Linked DNA regions of Mus musculus: region 2 is linked to region 1. The links are chromatin contacts, called in public Hi-C maps. All regions are on one chromosome and are shown on one strand. Each heading gives the region's core, a stretch centred on a gene start, on an enhancer-like site or on the middle of the called end of the contact. The rest is flanking DNA. Distances are from core to core; before and after follow the strand shown.

Evidence for each region. A called contact is a pair of places that touch in the nucleus more often than the background predicts.
Region 2: a contact with region 1 is called in a Hi-C map of CD8 T cells, with 10 times the contacts expected there. The contact joins the promoter of Smap1 here to the promoter of Tram2 in region 1. A contact is called at or near these places in 1 of 39 promoter capture datasets (the C10 cell line), 1 of 484 Hi-C or Micro-C datasets (CD8 T cells) and 1 of 115 datasets of contacts at active chromatin or transcription factors (astrocytes).

Annotation. Positions count from the first base shown.
Region 1 is chr1:21,077,820-21,080,519 of GRCm38.p6, forward strand. Tram2 (translocating chain-associating membrane protein 2) reads right to left here and starts at 1,406. Exons shown (of 11, transcript NM_177409.3): 1 at 1,175-1,406. The coding sequence starts at 1,294.
Region 2 is chr1:23,920,941-23,923,640 of GRCm38.p6, forward strand. Smap1 (small ArfGAP 1) reads right to left here and starts at 1,441. Exons shown (of 10, transcript NM_028534.3): 1 at 1,098-1,441. The coding sequence starts at 1,215.

The sequences.
Region 1 (2,700 bases), core at 156-2,655:
AGAACAGCCCCAGCGCGAGGACAAGTTCTTCAGCCAAATAGGTCCTGAGTCGGTAACAGGGACATATGGGTAGATATGGGTAGATAAGGGAGATATGGGTAGATGCAGGGATAGACAAGTAACTCTTAAATGGTGCACCTTCTTACTACCCTGTAGAATGCAGATCAGGAAACTTACACAGAAGAGAGGATAGGAATGAGTGTTCTCAAGACCAGGCGACCCAAGCCATGGGACTGTCACCTATTACCTATGGTGCTCTGGAGACAATATATACTATAGTAAGTCCTTCCCACTTTTCAATATCACCGTTTTGCAGCACTCTGGAGTAGGGACCTCGGATTCTGACCCCTTAGTGGTTTACACAGACAGCTCTGAGGCCTACACCAGCACAGTGCTGAATCCAGGATCCCTTTCTCTGTTCCCACCCCACATCCCTGCAGCGACTAGGAAATCACCTTTCACAGAGAGTATCCCTCTACTGGCTCCTGCAAAGGGGATGAGGCTCTGGGTCCAGTTCACACAGATCTACAGGAACAGTTCAAAGTGCCAAAGGATATCTTAAAACTAGCCCTTTAGGTCATATTTAAAGAGAGGTTGGTAGCAGAAGGTCCCTCTGGGATGGAGCCAGGGCCACATGTGAACACCTGGAGCAAGCTCCAGAGGTTAGGATGAAGAACTTCCAGAAAGCCACAAGAGAGGTGGAGAGGGTTAGGGTCCCTTCCACTAGAAAAGCCTAGAAGATCTGGAGGCCCCCACTAGAGAGAAGGAGGGGGGATTGTGCAATTACAGCTGGTCTAGGAGTTTCCCACATTGGCACCAAGTCGCCAGAAAGGAAACCCCAACCATAGGGCCAGGAAGGCAGCTCTGCAATTGGTTCGAGGCCAGGTATGGGTTTCTGAGATTCAGATAGAGTTGTAGGATGTGGTGGGTGTCCAAGGGGGGCGACAGAGCATGGCACGGCCCGCACAGCTAGGAGTTAGGGGTGCTGTCTGGACTCTCTTAGGTCCAGGCCAGAGTGGATACAGTGCACAAAGCCAGAGGTGCAGATAACGTGCGGGACATCCCAGCCGGGCGCGCTCCAGCCCAGATGAGGTCCGGGAATCCCTGTCTGCGCCTCGGAGGACGGGAGTTAGGACCGCCAACCCCTGCAGCACCCCCTCCCCGCTCTACTCACCTCGAACATAAGCCCGATGAGGACGCAGAGCACCAAGCAGAAACCGATGTCTGCATGGTTGTGGATGATGAACTCCTGGCTGAAGAGCGGGTAACTTTTCGTCCTCCTACGGAAAGCCATGGCAGCGGGCGTTCACCGCCTGCGGGGGCCCGCACCCTCGCTCAGCAGCCCCAGCGAAAACTTCTCCGGCCCGGCCCGGTCCGCACGCCAGCCCCGCAGCCCAGCGCGGAACAACTTCGGGCCCCGCCCCCTTCCTCTGCCCGCCCCGCCCCGGCCTGCCGCCCGGAACCGCCCCCGGCCACAGCCCTCGCCCCGCAGCGGCTGCACAGGCGCGGGCCTCTAGCCACACCCCCTTCCTCCGTCCGCCCCGCCCCCAGGCCGCAAAGGCGCGCGCCTCTGGCCACACCCCCTTCCTCCATCCGCCCCGCCCTCAAGCCCTTTGGCCAGCGCCACCGGCCACGCCTCCTGGGCGAGCCCGGCGCGCCTAACCCTTGTGCCGCGCTCGCTACCGGTGCTTGCGGCTTCCACCGGGGGTACACTCTTCCGTGAACCTCGCTGAGACGCGGGAATGGAAGCCCTGTCCTCCGGCTTTGAGAGGAAGCGGCTCCCGAGCTGCTGGACAGGAAGTGGGCCGGGATCCCACTCCTAGCGCCCAGCTTCTTCCTCTGCAGGAAGGGCCCGGGGCGGGAAGCTTCGTGCCGGCCTGTGGACTGGCCCCAGCCCTGCGCTGGATCTTAAATGAATGCATGGCTACTCCTGTGTCTGAAGGATTGCACAGTGTAGGTTCAACCTCTCAGAACCTTCAGCAGCTACCCCAAGGCCTTGCCTTAGTAGAGCCTACTTTGCAAGGGCGTGCAGGTACCCCGCGTTTTACTCCTTCACTTAAAAGGCCAGGTACTGCCCAGAATTGGTTTTTCAGGGCTCACTACCTTCAATATTAATTGATCAGAAGTGGAAGAATAAACACTGAAGAAATAAAAAAAAAAAAAAAAAAAAAAAAAGATCCTCACCCAACGTTTCCATTTAATATTAAGTTTCAAAATTACTTCCGGAAGGACAAAAGGTCTTTTAAAATAAATTATACTAGCAAATATTGGATTTAATCCTGCCAGTAATGAAGGAACAAATAATCGCTTCTAAATGTACAGAAATGCAAAATGAACAGAGGACTGTTTAATTTCTTTTCTTTTTTTAAAATTAGTTTCACGGTTACGAGTTTGCAAAAATAGCAGTCTGAAGGTAACTAGAACTGAATGAAGTTCCTTAAAGAAATTTATCTCCTGTATTCTAAACTGTGCACTATTTAACAGACAGCCCTAGGGCTTCTAACTCCACGGGCGGGGCGGGGGGCATTAATGCCTATATTGGACTAACCTTTGTTTAAAGTTAAGACCGGTGCGTGCGTGCGTGCGTGCACGTGCGTACAGTTTATGACATATAGGGGCTGCACATGCATGAGCTCACATATTTATGTATTTTCGCCCCAGTGACCTCCGGTGTCAGGCCTCACCTTCCACCTGGTTTGT
Region 2 (2,700 bases), core at 191-2,690, 2.8 Mb after region 1:
AGTAGCTGTTATGACAGAGAGATGATGCTGATGTTATGAGACTTAATTTATTCACATATAACCCAGCCTACTGCAATGGACTCTTTTGCTCAGTGTTGAGAGAAAACAGTAAAAACTCTAGAAAAGTAGTTAAATAATGCAGAAATCTTAATCCTCGCTCACAATGGCTGTCTCTGCTCCCAGCAACTACCTATTTCCCAGAGAAAAATCAAATGTACATTTTCCTAACTACATAGAAGTAGGATTTTTAAATCTCCATTACTCTCCATGATATTACTTACATTAGAAATAAACCACATCTCCAAACAAAAACTATCAGCTAAAAATAATTTATCTATTTCAAAGGCTCAAGCAGAAACCTCCACCTGAACTAAAAATAGTGGGGTTTTTTTTTCTTCTTCTTCTTCTCAGTATCTTAAAATGCACCTTCCACATTTATGAAGTGGACAGACCAGTGTCCACAAATTCGCCAATGGGTCGTCTGGGGGAATCTAACGACTGAACTCTTTATGAACATAACACACTTTCCTTAGGACACTATAACATCCAGAATAAGAGAGTGTGAGTGTGTGTGTGTGTGTGTGTGTGTGTGTGTGTTATACATAGTATACACAAATAATGAAAACCCTATCTCGATTATGTTATGCAGTGACATCTCAAACCACCCCAAAACACTGTTCTTTTTCAGAAACAGAAGTAAACGCCCTGTGCAAGAGCTGTCAGGTGGGCAGGCAGGTAGGGCTCCATCTGGGACACCGCACCACTGGGGAAAGGGAGGACGACGCGATCTCGTGGGAGGAAGGGAGGGTCGCCAAGAGGACAGGGACCTAAGGGCGACTCCACCCACGGAGTCGCTGAGGCTGAGGCAGGAGGGCTCCCACAGCCCTATCAGCACCGCCCAGCCGGCGGCCCAAGGCGGTGGCAGCGGCGCGACGCCGGCTCCGAGCCGGAGGCTGAGGCCGCGACCTCCGTGCTAGCCGAGAGCCAGAGGCCGCCCGCCCTCCCGGGAGAGCCGGCGCGGACGAGACGCCGCGGAGGGTGGGAAGGTCACAGCCGCAGGAGGCCCCGGCCGAGCGGCCACCAAGCCCGCGCGCTACCTTTGGCCTCGCAGTCGGCGCAGTACTTGTTGTCCTCCTCCCTCAGCAGTTTGGACAGGATGAGCTGGTGCTGCTCGTTCAGCTTCTGAGCCTTCTCCCGACAGGAGCGTGTCGCCATGTCGGCGGCGGGGCGGCGGGCCCGGACGCGGGCGAGCGGACGGGCGGACGGCGCTGGCGAGGCCGGGCGGGCGAGGGCACCTGACGCCGCTGGGGCCGCGGACGGACTCGGCCCAGGAAGCGGCGGCAGCGGCGGTGGCGGCGGCGGCTGGAACCGGAGGAGGGGCGGCGGCGGCCGAGCCAGCGCCGACGTGTCCCGCCTCCTCGCCGGGCCCGCCGCACGCTCCGCCCGAGCCGGCGAGGGGCGGGGCGGGAAGAGCCGCCGCTTCCGGGAGGACGCAGCGCTGGGCGCTGCGCATGCGCCCAGCTGCCCGCGTGCCGGGAGACTCCCAAGGTGATTCCAGAGAAGCGTCTGACGCTCCCCGGGGCGAGATTCCCCACTCTTGACACCTGATCGTCGCTTGAAGCCTCTAGAGACCTGAAAGTGGAAGAATTTTTTTTTTTTACCGGGAAGCGACTTTCACAGTCTTTGCATTTTTCACAGTCTTTGCATTTGTGTACACAGCACTGGAAATGTCCAAATTATAGTTATATATATATAGTTATAATGGGTAGATGCATCCCATGTGTGTGCATCGGGAGTTTGGAAACGGTATACTAGAAGCGGATGGAATGAAATGGGGCTAAAAGTGTCTTACGTTTTAGAGGAAAATAGACATGTTTGGGGGGGAGAGGTAACGTAATAAACCCTACCTCCCTCAACAATATTGATAATCTCATATACAGGAAAATGAGGCAAAACAGTCAAGTCACTTGGCCATGCTACAAGTGGAAGAGTTAAAACCAGGCAATATACCCCGCCTAGGAAGAGGGAAAGTGATCAAAAAGTGAATTATTAAAGGGATGTCACTTTAAGAAATTGTGTGCTGCTAGGATCCCTTCCCTGGGAGAAACTTAAGCCTGTTCCTTCTCGTAAGATCCTAAAGACAAACTTAGGTATAATTCCAACAAAGTTCACCCAGGAGAACCAATGAGCTTATTAGGCTTAAAGAGCAACTGGTAAGGGGTATGGATAGGAGCATAGATGACCTTAGAATAGCCACACTGGAAGGTCTGCACATAGCAAGGATGATGGTCCTTAGGAACCTGACATGGAATTCCCTCCCTCCATCTTCCCCCAGGTATATCCTCTAGCCCCTCCCTGAGACCAGATACAAGCAGGGCAGAACCACATACAACAGTGACTGAATAGTGTGGTAGGGGTTCCCTTCCATAAGTCTCCATATACCCTCCCTATGGTGGAACATAAATAGTCAACAGGCCCAGCTGTGATGGTCCTTTGCAAGAAGGCCAAGCACAAGGCTTCTGAAACTGACAGTGTGTTTCAGAAGATGTTCCTACATAACACAATGTAAACGACATTCTTCCCTGCAAGGAAAGACAGTTTTAAAAAGGAAGACATTCTCGATGATAGCCCATCAGGTTTACTAAGGTTGAACTCAGTGAAACAGTTGGAGTGATTCGGCTTGCTGTGTAGTAAGTATGA